Linked DNA regions of Mus musculus: region 2 is linked to region 1. Evidence: chromatin contacts called from public HiCAR-type data. All regions are on one chromosome and are shown on one strand. Each heading gives the region's core, a stretch centred on a gene start, on an enhancer-like site or on the middle of the called end of the contact. The rest is flanking DNA. Distances are from core to core; before and after follow the strand shown.

Region 1 (6,604 bases), core at 2,256-4,755:
ACTGGAATCATATCTAAAGTAGAACACATTATATAGGTCATAAGGTAAATAGGTAATGGGTCATAAGGTAAAATTGTCAAAGATTCAAAGTAATCTCTTGTATTTGATGATGTAATTGCACAATAAAACCAGAAATCACTTGAAAACAACTACAGAAACTAAGCAAATGTATGGAGTCAGAATTACACATTGTTGAATGTCCAGTGTGTCTTTGAAGAAATCATGGAGGACATCTAAAAGTTTCTTGAATCCCATAAAAATTAAACCACTACTTGTCAAAATACTTGGGATATGAAATTAGCTCTATGAGGAAAGTTTATAGCAATAATAAATAAAATAATAAAATAAAAAAGCTCTCAAGTAATATAGTCATGTACCTTAAAATCCTTGAAAATCAAGTGCAAGCAAAAACCCTAAAAGTGGTAGAGAGCAAAAAGAATAACAAAGATTAGGGCAGAAATTAATGATACATAGACAAATGTATTCTTTTGCACTATAAACAAATTTAACAACCCCTATTCATACTAACCAAATAAAAGAGAAAAGACCCAGATCAATACAATTAGAGATGAAAACAGGAGGTTACTACGGAGCTCAGAAATCAATCTAGAGGTTTCTCAGAAAATTGGAAACAGATATAGCAATCCTGGGCATATACCTAAAAGATGCCCCACCATGCCACAAGAGCATGTGTTCCGCTGTTTATAGCAGCCTTATTTCTGATAGCCAGAAGCTGGAAACAACCCAGATGTCCCACAACAGGAGAATGGATACAGAAAATGTGGTTCATTTACACAATGGAATACTATTAAGCTATTAAGAACATCCTGAGTTTTGCAGGCAAATGAATAGAACTAGAAAATATCATCCTGAGTAAGGTAACTCAGACCCAAAAGCACATGCATGGTATGTAGTCACTAATAAGTGGATATTAGCCCAAAAAGTACTACATACCAAGGATACAATCCACAGAACTCAAAAAGGTTAACAAGCTGAAGGGCCCAAGTGAGGATGCTTCAAACCCACTTGGGAGGAAAAAGAAAGCAATCATGGGAAGGAACTGGGTGGGAGAGGCGAGGAGGGGAAAAAGAATATGATCAGTACTGGAGGGAACAGAAATGAAGCCCTGAGGGTCAACAGAATGAAAGGAAACAGTCAACCTTGGGAGGTAGGAGGTGGGAGGACCCTTTGGAATGTACCAGAGACCTGGGAGATGATAGTCTCTCAGAACTCAAAGAGAGGGACCTTAGATGAAATACCCAACAATGAGGAAATGGAGAGATGAAGGGATGTTGTTGCCATCCCACAGTCAAAAGCTCTGACCCAGAATTATTACTATCTAAAAGAACTACAGAGATAAAGGTAGAAAGGAGGTCCAGTGACTGGCCCAAATTGGGATCCATCTCAAGGGGAGGCTCCAAGACCTGACACTATAACTGATGCTATGGTGTGCATAGCTGTCCTCTGAGAAGCCCAACCAGCAGCTGACCAAGACAGATGCAGATACTTACACCCAAACATTGCACTGAAGTCTGAAACTCCTGTGGTTGAATTAGAGAAAGGCTAGAAGAAGCTGAAGAGGAGGGCAACCCCATAGGAAAGCTATAGATATAGATATATAGGTACATTTTTAGAGTGCTTTGCAAGGGCCCCAGGGATAGGACAGAGAACATATGACACAGAGAAAAACAATCCTTAGCTTTAATTATGATGACAATCAAGCCATATCACCTCAAAGTATGATTAAAGGAGATCAGACTATGCCATAGGGAAACAGGCTACTTTGGTACAACAATTATTTTGATCTGAAAGATGCTGAGAACTATTCAAAGCAGGGAAAGCTCTTTGAAGAATTTCCCTTAAATTCGATAGTCGTTTGTGTGAGAATGCCCCCCCTAGGCTCATACATTTGAGCATATGATCTCCAGTTGGTGGTGCTGTTTCAGGAGCTTTAGAGGTGCAGCCTTCTTCGAGGAAGCATGTCTCTGGAGCTTTGCTTTAAGGGTTTGAAGACTGTCCCACTTCGTTTGCTCTCTGTACTTTGTGCTTATAGTTGAGATGAAAGATGTACCTCTGTTACCATGCCAGCAGCCTGCTGCCACCTGCTGCCATGCTGACCCCACCATTATGGATTCTTGTAAATTCTTTCTTTCTTCTATAAGGGGTCTTGGTCATGGTGTTTTATCACAGCCACAGAAAATTAATACAAATTCCTTATAATTTTAAACATCTCTAGTGTAGAAGAAATACACATTTAAACAGAGAGAGAGAGACAGAAACAGAGAGAGACAGAGACAGAGATTGTTGAGATTGTCATTAGTAAATGTATCAGGTCAAGAGCTTCTCCAAACAGAATTGTTGAACTTGAGGGTTGGTAATAGGCACCCTATCGCTGAGCTCACACCTTTATCCCCTGGAAAGATTTTCATCTGCACAAGGCAACCTTTAGTCACCATACATTTCCCCTCCTGCAGACTCCAACTTGCTCAAGAATGTCAAATATAATACATATTCCTTTCAGTAATTTAGGTGGTATATTTCAGCCTCAATTTTTGGCCATTTCGTTAAGGCTTTGACCCATGGCCCTGGTTAATCAGCCACTGTACTCCGAGCAATCCTCCTGCCTGAGGATCCTACATGCAGGAATCAGAAGCATGCTCCATCATGACCAGCTTGAGTCTCATATTTCTGTGGAACTTCTGTTTGCACAATGAATTGTTCTACTCAAGATAATGTCTATGTCAATTTGCTTTAGACCAGCTAATAAAAACCTAAAACAGAAAAATAATTCTTTCTCTCCCACGGCTTTTCATTCTTAACTTCCTTCGGTTGCATATATCAGGCAGAGAGAGACAGTCTCGCCAAGCAGCAGCCCAAACCTCACAGAATCGGGGGCGACTCTCCTGAGATTCTCTCTTGCACCTCATCACACCCCACCCACTCAGCGAGAAGCAGAGTAAACTACATGAATCCCTTGAAATATACTAAGCAAGAGAGAACAACGTTAAGTTTCTCTGCACACGCTCCTAAGGAAAGTAAGCTAAAGTTGTAGGTAGACTGTGACTGAAAAGCCCAACAGCTGACAGATCTCCCAAAAACGACTATATCTAGGCCTTCCAACCCAGGATGCTACTGCGCAGGTCAGACGCAGCGCCGCTGAGCCTGCTGGGTGTCGTAGTCCATGAAGGCTAGGACGAGGCACAGTTTCTGAGTGGGTGGCGGGTGAATTTTCTCACACTGGGGCAAGACTTTGTTTTCTCGATGTTTCTGGTGCGATCTTACTGTGGACTATAGGCACAGCATAGCATCCGGGTCACCAGGATTCTGGGTTACAGATGCACTACTTGCATTTAGTAGCTAATTACAGTTGTTTCCTTCCGGGTCCTTGCGGCGTTTCCTGAAGTCAGGGTCAGAGGAAGTCCCGCCCCCACTATAAGGGCGGGATTCCGGACGCGGACCTCTTAGTCTCCGCCCCGTCGTCCCCGCCCCTCACCTCTTCTGGGCGGGGCCTCCTCGGTTTCCCCCGCGCGGGGCGGGGCTCCGGGGAAGTGTGCGGCTTGCGGCCGCGCCCCTGGGCTCGTACCCGCGGATCCCGGGCTTCCGCGCCGAGAGCACGCGGGCCTGTCAATGGACCGCGCGGCCGTGGCGCGAGTGGGCGCGGTGGCGAGCGCCAGTGTGTGCGCGGTGGTAGCAGGCGTGGTGCTGGCCCAGTACATATTCACCTTGAAGAGAAAAACGGGCCGCAAGACCAAGATCATCGAAATGGTGAGTGCGGGAGCATCGGCTCGCGCGCGAGCAGCCCAAGTGGCGTGGGCCGGCCGCGGCCCTGCGAGGGCAGCCTGCACGCGTGCTGATGCTTGACAGCGTTTGTTTCAAAGAGTGGAGAGAATAGATGCTCGGAGATAACTACCTCTTGCTGCAAAACCCGTTTCTCCAGAGCTAATCTCCAGTTGGCAACCGCCTCCAAGACGTGCAGCTAATCCGATAGTCTCTTGTCCAGGAGTCGGTTGGTTGGTTGGTTGGTTGGTTGGTTTGTTTGTTTGTTTTACATCATCGGGGCTGCCTTGGCTTACGTTATGAAAAGAGCATTTTCAGTGTTTTTTTAGAAATGCCAATATTGAAACAGCTCGATTATTTGAATGTTCTTCCTTGTTTTATGTTCCAAGAAGTATTCATGTGTCAGTCCCCCAAAACTCTTTCCTAAATCCTAGAAATGTACTTTTAAGAGTTAATTGCAGTCTCGTTTAAATTGTTTGTCTCAAGAATTCCATTTGAGGTTTGTTTTAAGGCGATTTGTTGATCCCAGAATGTCTGTTTCATTTAGGGTTGTTTTGATGTTACTGTTGTTCCATCTGACTTGAGCATGCATGGTGAGTGTGACTTACTTACTGGAGTACAAGTGAGCATCCAGAACTAAAATATAAAGTTGAGAAACTATTTCTATTGAAACTAATATTTTAAGTGAATTCCTTTATTCCTGGGTTATTTTCTTTATATACCTCTGGTTGCAAACATTTTGTGTGAGAAGTTTTGCCTCCCTCCCTGTCTAGCGAATTTACATGGCTTTATTTTGTTCCATACTCAAATTTTATAATTTTCCATCAGTGGGAAAAAGCTGATTTCGCTGTCTTTCTCTATGTACTTAAACAGTGGGCTGATTTTTCCACGAAATCTTAAGGAAGAGTTTTACTTTCATTGTATAAAGTACTAAGGGACCAATAATGCCAAATATTTTTTGTTTGTACTGTACAAGTCAGTCTTTATATGCATTGTTTTAAACTATGCGTCAGACCCCCTAATAGTTTTTCAGTAGAAGATGTAAAAGAGTTTAATATTTTTACTTTTATAGTTTTAGCTGATTGTTCCTTTAGATGGGAGAAATATTTGGATGACCTGAAATATATATTCCGGCCCTTGTTCTCTCTCTTTATAAGTCATGTTTGGGGAGTCCTCTGTACCTGTCTCCACCCTCTTCCTTCATAGAATGTGTACAAACCCAAGGATACCCACTGAACATTGCTGTTCTGATCACAGATGGTATATAACTACCTAACCAAGGTAGGCTAGGAAAAAATGACACCAGTTGCGTTCTGGGTGATGGTGTTTCTCTTGCCTCAGCCATCTCAGTGCAAGATTACATTCCTGAGTTACCCTGGCCATCAGGACATTTTTAATTGAAAGGCATTAGGGATTTGCTAGTGAGCTATGCATGCCATAGTGGAAATGTCCAGTAATGTGGCAAACTAGATTCCCAGAGAAAACCAATCAAAAGGTACACTAGAAGTATTCAGAGAGATAAGACAAGCCATTTAGTGAAGTTGGCTGGCACTTTACAATTTAATTATCCTGGTGTGTACTCCCTGAATCTGTTTTAACGTCTACCCGTACTTACACACATGGTCTATACTGGTATAGACCCCAGGGCTTTACACCTGCTAGACAACCATACCTGCTTCGTCAGTGCCCTCCTAGCCCATCCCCTTTTAAGGCAAGGTCTTTCTGTAGTGAGAAATCTGGAGTTCTGGCTTCTTTAAAAAACATAGAAATACTATAAAAATATGTTTTCATTGTAAACCCAAGTGTGAGCTATGGGTCTGGTTCAGAGTGTCCACGGCAGCTGACTGTGGTTTGCCGCAGGCTCTAGTAGGGGTGCGCTTTTTTCAGCTGCAGATTGTTTCTGTGATGGAGTGACTTCTGGAATTCTGGGGACTTTTCAGAGGGTATATAAATGTGAAGGCCCAGAGAGGCAGGGTGGGTTGTTGTTAGGTTGTTGTTGATTGGCTGTTGGTTGCTGTGGGTCGCTGTTTGTTAAATATTTGGCGAGAAGAAGAAATTAGATATCCTGATGGTGAAGATCAAACTTGCCCCTAGGAACTCAACACCCCTAATCAACAGGATGCAGTCTAAGGATAACTTGTCCCCCTTCTGGCCCCTGACTTCATTCTGGGATCTCTTTCCTTTCCTCTCTATCCTTTTTTTCTCTCTTATCTGATGTTAGGGAGTAAGGGTAGAAGAAAAAGGATGGAGAAGGGTGAAAAAGAGAAGAGCCCACAAAGTATCCAGGAATAGCTACATCTTTCTGAATCCTGTGTCCATGCCTTGAATTCGCCATCCTTCCTGTGTTAGGATGGCAGCCATGTGCCACCACAATCAGCTCCAGATTTCTCTTTATCGCATCTACAGTCTCTTAAGATTACTGATTAATTTGTCATAATCAAACCCTTTCTCTAAGAGTTTTATTTTAGAACAATATGGATTTACCGTAGTATGAACGAGTGCTCTCATATATCACACACCAGTTTCCCTTGTCATTAATATCTTGTGTGACTCATTTGTATTGATACATTATTAAATGCACTGCCACCCTTTTCAGATTTCCTTCACGTTTACTTATGTCCCAGGAGTTTCTCTTGGGTATCACAACACACTTAGTCATCCTGGCTCCTTGTTGTGGCCTTCACAGTACTTCTGAGTACTGTGCAGCTCCTTATCTTACCCCACTCTGGTCCAGAGATTAAACCCAGGGCCTCTTCACAAGTGTTCTACCCGAGACTCACACCCCAGCCTCCTTATCTTGTCTTCACTGGGCATGTTCTCAAACTTC
Region 2 (6,604 bases), core at 1,729-4,228, 2.1 Mb before region 1:
CCAACAGAAATTCAAGGGATAAATTGCCAGGTTCTAGACAGTCTACTGTTAGTGGGAATTCAGCTATTGCTGGATTGGCCTGCCTGGAGACATAGGAGAATGGATAATGGCAATGTAGGCTCTGCTGTGCTTTAGTGCTTGCTTTCTTTGCCTGGCATGTCTAGGTTCATTTTCCTCTGATATAGAATGTTCTCCATTCCCATACCCCAAAATTGCATTGCTTTATACTTATCTGGTCTCGTTTTAGCCCCATGGCACTGTTACATGGGTACTCTTGCTGTTGCTTTTGCCTCTCAGTTACAGTAGGAGAGATGCATTAAAAAGAAAACAACAGCTGAAGTCATCACCTTCTGAGGCTTGTCAATTCCTGTTCCCAAAGAGTGACCCAGCAGATATGATTCATTTGGACAACTTCTATGCAGGTTGATAAGGAGTACAGGTACATTTGCTCCAACCAAATTGTGGTAAGATCCAGCAGCAAATTTTCTGTCCAATATAACAAGTAAGTTCAGTTTCACAGAGCAGAAAATGCCTTTTGTATGTATGCCACATTGGCACAGTATCCTGTGCTGGTTAAACTCACTGAGAAGCTTGCCTAGAAGAAAGGACTTGGAGCTCCCATTTCAGATTCAAGCATGTTTATCTCAATGTCTTCCCAAACCCCTGCCTGGGTCACACTGGCCCCTGACTCTGTGACAAGGAAAAGAAGAAAACAACACAGCTCAAGGGTCAAGTCATTGTGTCCTTAGGGTAAATTATTTCCAACACGGGATGCTGTTACTTATGTCGTGACATAGAGATGTGAATAGTAAAGGCAGCTAATGAGATGCTCATCTGTGGAGAGAACAGAGAGGGTGTTCTGCCTAGAAATCTTCAACCAGTGACTCTAGTGTTATAGTTCTGACTGGGATTCCTTAGCTGATGTCTAGGGGTGGCTGTAGATGTAGCTTTAAGAATGTTTTGCTGGGCATCTGGTGCTTCTGTTTACCTACATACATGCATTCAAAACCAAAACACAGCTAGGGTAGGTCACTTTTCTTGACAATGAAACTATAAAATAACAACAACAACAGCAGCAAAATGATTAGTCCTCTAAGCCTTTGAGAATGAAAAGAATCAGGCATGCTTTTTATTAGTCCCACCAGAAACCCTTAATAGATTTCAAGGTATGACTAGAGGAAAAGAAAATGGCTTTTCTAGTCATAGGCTTTACACTAATCTATCCTAGTTAAAATGGGGGAAATGTATGTCCTCTCTAATCTAAGATCAAAGTTCATAGTTACAAGGTGAACACGTAAGGATTTTTGACTCTCTCTCTCTGTATGTGTGTGTGTTTGTGTGTGGGTGTCTCTGCCTTTTATTTGCAGAAGGTATTCCTTCATGCCAAGGTTATTTTAATAAACTATCAAAACTCTTACTAAAATGTAAATGTTTTCTATAAGCACAGGTAATTTTAATTTGCAATATGTCTTAGTTAGGGTTTCTATTACTGCAATGAAAACATCATGACCAGAAAGCAAATGTGTGTGTGTGTGTGTGTGTGTGTGTGTGTGTGTGCGCGCGCACGCTCATGCGCGCCCTCACACACTATTTGGCTCACACTTGCACATTAAATTCATGATTTAAAAAAGCCAGGACAGGAACTCCAAGAGGGCAGGAACCTAGAAGCAGGAGCTGATGCAGAACCTGTGGACCAATGCTGCTTACTGGCCTGCTCATCGTGACATGCTTACCTCGATTTGTTATAGAACACAGGACCACCAGCCCAGGGTGGCACCATCCACAATGGCCCTCCCCGTCCAGTTACTAATTAAGAAAAAGGTCTTAAAAGCTATTCTCAATTGAGATTCTTTCCTTCTATGTAACTCTAGCTTGTATCAGGTTAATGCGAAAGTAGGCTGTGTTAGAACTTATTAAATTTGCATAATATGAAATAAATTGTACAAGATGTGTTTCTTGCATTGTATGAAGCCTGTGAACTACAATTACTTCCCTAGAAATAGTGAGTGGCCCTGAAGAAATTACAGGGGCTGGAGAACTGGCTGCTCTTCTGGAGGACCCAGGTTTGGTTCCCAGCATGGCCACTTAGCCATCTGTAACTCTAGTTCCAGAGGATTCAATGCCCTCTTCTGGCCCCCTTAGGCAACAGTCACACATGCCATGCAGATGCAGGCAAACACACACACACACACACACACACACACACACACATATGTGAGATACAAAATAATAAAAGATCATTTACAAGCACTTAGAAAATCTTATTGGAAAAATTGGTTTTGTAAAATATAAGAATATATAATAAGAAACAAATCTCTTCCAAGTGCAGTTGACATTTTGGGTAGAATGTAAAAACAACAAACAGAAGGGCCACACCAGTAGATGTTTTGATCTCCTGAAGACCTGAATCCAGTTAGGGCACCTTGTCCTCTTCCCCTTGAGTGATGTCACCAGGAACTGCTCACAACCTAGTGTAAATAAGTATCTGGGGAAGAAACTGTGGGTAGGGCAAGGGTTCAGGTATTTCGTCAGGAAAAGCCTAGAACAATCTGGAAAAGCTTTCTCTGGCTACTGTTTGGGTAGTTTTTATTTGTTTATTTATTTTAGAAAAAAACAAGGTGCAGTCCAACTTGGGCCTCAAAGAAACGGGACCTTAAGGGACGCTGTCTGTCCTTGACACTGCATTTCCTTGCTGGCTTTTCTTGCACTTTGAGCCATGCAGGATTGGGCTCCTCTGCAGTTATTGGTTGCTCTTCACAGACTGACAGACTTGTCTGGAACCTCTCAGAGGAAAGTTTCAGGTTGCTGGGGCTTGCCAAGCCCACTAAGCAGCGAGCAGAGCAAAGTGGGGTGGGGACAGAAGGAGGAGCGGGAGAAGCGGGAGGAGGATCAGGAGGAGGAGCAGCCTTTCACACTCCACTGCTCCGCCTCTGATTGGCTCTGGGTTTCAGCTGCTTCGCTGGAACAAAAGGTCAAAGTGGACTGCAGTGTAAATGTGGAGGCAGCCGATAAATATCCTTGCCTGCAGCTGGAGGTGGAGAGGCAGTGTCAGCTGCAGCAGGTTGTGTGTTCCGCGGGTCCTGCACACAGGGCTTGACTGGAAGGCACTCGGGGATCCCGTGCAGATTCGCACACGAGGATGGCTTGTGAAATCATGCCGCTGCGAAGGTAGTGTTCTCTGCTTCTTATGCTGTTTGGTATTTTCTGGGCAGCGTACTTGGCCAGTGCTCTCGGCATCATTAGTAACAGGCTGCAAACCTTGCAGTCTGTTCTGCACAGTGCTCTTTCCTCAGACCAGATAGAAACATTTAAATAGCGCACTTCTCTTTCACTGACACTTTTGTGTAGTTGCTCATGATTATTGGGTTCAGCTATACCTTCTTTTAAGGGAAGTGTATTTAAGACAATACCTCTGCAAACCGAAGCAAAGCAAACTGAATGGGCTTCCTGGGTCTCCAGGCTGTTAGAGCTCATAGATGGATCTGATTCTCTGCTCTCTAGGCAAGGACTTTCTTCAAGTATATTGTAGTTATCGGAATAAAGGTTGAGAACAATGTTTTTCCTTGAATAATTCTAGGTAGATTGGTTACCCAAATGACGCTTGGAAAAAAATAACAAAACAAAAACAAAAACCAAAAAGGAAAAAAAAAATGCTGTGTAAGAGTGATAGAGCACAGGGTTCTGGCTTTGCTTTTGAGGACTGTGATGGGGGCAGGGGGTGGGGTGTCTCTCTGAGTCCTATAGAAATAAATAAAGGTAACTAACTGTACATAGCCCTGGCTGTTAGGAAGCACACTGCTGGTGAAGTAGACCCGAGTGCTGAGTGCTGTGTGTTAAAGCCACTACAGAAATCACTGAGTCCTGTCCCCACAGAAAGTCTGAGCCGCCCAAGGTCACAGTTCATAGTTTAAAAACTGACTTGTGCTAATCATATGGTTACATCTGAATTGCAATTACTTAGTGATAGTGACATTTGACTTCATATATATGTTTCATTTACAGTTTTCTATGGAAAATGGTATTGTCAAAAATCAGACAGTAATGGCAATTTATTGAAAATACTTAGATGAAATGAATTTACTGAAAAGAAACAATCCCATGTATATTTTGTTTGTGCTTTAGCAACAGAAATATGATTTTAAAAGTGTATCATTTTTGGTAAAGAGATTCCTTCAGGCTGGCTGTGGTGAGAGCCAGTGTGGTTGTTTTTCTTTTGCTGTCCTGACATGTCCACTGTAATAGGAACTTGATGTGGTGTTCAGAGTACCTTATCAGAGAATTGATACTTAATGTAGAAGAAAGTGCTGTGTAGAGTAATCTATAATTCTACATTGATTTGGTGGAAAAGTCCCCATGCTTGAAATTTCTAAGAGAACAAAACTAATGTACACTTTTTGGAGTTTTAATATCTAATTGTTAGGTTGGGAACTTTTGTCCTTCCAATGATGTCGGTCCTCAAGATCTCTAAGCAGGTCATGTTTTAGATAAAAAGTATTGGCCATTACTAAGCCCTGTTGTAGCTACACAAAAATAGAATGCCTGCTATGTAGAGCAAAAATGACCATGTGAGTTCCTGAAAACTATTTTACATTGTTGGTCGCTATAGTGAAACTAGAAATCTCAGTGTGCATTGCAGAATGCTGAGTCATGACTTTTGTCTCTCTGGTCACTCCTCACCAGCTCACTGTGCACTCAATGTCCCCTTACTTCCAAGCCCCATGGCAGGGATGATTGATCCCCTGGCAATCTTCACTTGCAGTTTATTTCTGCTTTTGATTATACACTTCTTGAAGACAACGGCCAGGTGTGTATGATGAGGCTTTCTGCACAGAGGTCCCTTGTGAGTCTAAGTGTTTATGCCGAATCGCTCATGATCTTGCAGGGTGTCTCTCTTCAGATCTCAGGCCAATGTCTTTGGCTGTTGTTCTCCATGTTTGTTATAGAAATGATCCCCATTGCTGAGGATCCCATCCTCAAGCTCCCAAAGGAGAGAGTTTATAGACTCGTGCAAGGTTTCAGTGCCAGAGTGCTTGAAACTGAATTGAAATAAATAGGTAAAATATTAGCTTTAAACAAGAAGTAAAGCAATTCATGGTGAATAGTGCATTGAAAATACTGGTGTGAATTCTAGTTAATGATTATAGCTTGTAGAAATCTATTGACAGCTGGTCCATGTAGTAATCTGACACTATGCTGCCTAACATTGGCACATAGCATATTTAATATTATGGCCTTATGGGAGGTATTCTTTTCAGTTTTGCCTGTTCAAACAAAACTTACAACATTGTTTAATGTTTTCTCCTTGATCAAACACTACTGCCCTGCCAGTAAGGAAATTAAGACACAAGTTCTGCTGTCCCACACTAGTGAGGACGCAGAAACATCACCAGGCAATTGCAATGCCATGCGGTAAATTCTGTAATACACAGCAAGATTAGAGTAATAACAGATGCACCTCGATGGATATGTTTCACCCTGTGTTTTATTCAACCTCATCTACGTGTCTGATGTTATTAGAGGGTACACTTGTACTGTAATAATGTCTACCTAAGTTATAATTTTCATAGGTGACTTTTTAGCCTTCCTTTGCATCCCTTCCGAAGGCGTAGAAGATATTTTAATACCCCCGATTTATAACTGAGATGAGAATGCACACCAAGTTAAAGAGTGAGAATGATTTAACGCACCTTGGTCCTCTTTCCAATCTTCTTTTTTCTGTGGAGTTTCCAGCATAGGCTTGACTCAGACATGCGTGGGCTTCAGTGAAAGCTTTGTAGAGATTGAGTGTTCAAATTCTGTCCCTTTGTAAAATTCTCATTTCTTACACTTCATTTCAAATGACCTAAATTAAAAATGAAGTCTTATTAGGTCCTAAAAAGAAAAAAATTCAAATTGTCTCACATTTTTATTTTTTAAAGATTTATATTTATATTTTAATTTTTTGACAGACAGAGGTATGCATGAACCTTTGCAGGTCAAAAAACAAAACAAAACAACATTGGATCCCCTGGGACTCGAGTTACACGTGATTGGGAGCTGACAACTGAAGGCCAATCCTCTGCACCCTCTTCCCTAGTTTTGTTTAAAGATTCTAAAATATTTATATCATTCTTACAGTTCATGATAAAACAACACTTTATGGTCTTCCCTGTCTGTAAGGGTCTTTGAGATCAATAATATGAGGGGAGTAAGAATTGAAAAGAAAGTGAGATTTTCACCTTTGGTGACTAATGTGGTTGCATTTTTATCAGATCCCAAGTCAGCAGACAGCTCAGCTCTTTGAGAGATTCACCTACGATCAGTGTTGCTTTCCCTGCGACAAGTAGTTATGGATCTCTACCAAAATATTTCCTGAGAGAGACGCACCACAACAGGCCCAGATACAAAGGCTTTATGGAGACCTTCACCAAGTCAGCTTTCAGGGCAGTACTTTGATTTGTTGGATTAACTTCCCAATATCCCCTCAGTTTATCTCCACGAAGGGTGATATGGAAGATCATTAGTGTTTGGAATTTGGCTTCCTCTTTTAAATGTTCAGGCATCTTCATGCTTGGGTAAGCATCAAGTACAAGCCTGTGTTGATTTACTAAGTGAGAGGTGGAGG

Evidence for each region. HiCAR-type assays count read pairs that join an accessible place to other places.
Region 2: a HiCAR-type map of astrocytes shows a contact between it and region 1, with 5 times the contacts expected there. The contact joins the promoter of Fam13a here to the promoter of Nt5c3 in region 1. A contact is called at or near these places in 2 of 39 promoter capture datasets (hippocampal neurons and liver) and 1 of 115 datasets of contacts at active chromatin or transcription factors (astrocytes).

The regions. Positions count from the first base shown.
Region 1 is chr6:56,920,833-56,927,436 of GRCm38.p6, reverse strand. It overlaps Nt5c3 (5'-nucleotidase, cytosolic III), which reads left to right and starts at 3,505. Exons shown (of 9, transcript NM_026004.3): 1 at 3,505-3,765. The coding sequence starts at 3,628. It also overlaps a transcript of Vmn1r4 not described here.
Region 2 is chr6:59,020,876-59,027,479 of GRCm38.p6, reverse strand. Fam13a (family with sequence similarity 13, member A) reads left to right here and starts at 2,978. Exons shown (of 18, transcript NM_153574.2): 1 at 2,978-3,168. The coding sequence starts at 3,140. It overlaps Gm52905 (a long non-coding RNA gene), which reads right to left. Exons shown (of 2, transcript XR_003956447.1): 1 at 5,688-6,604; 2 at 2,570-5,036.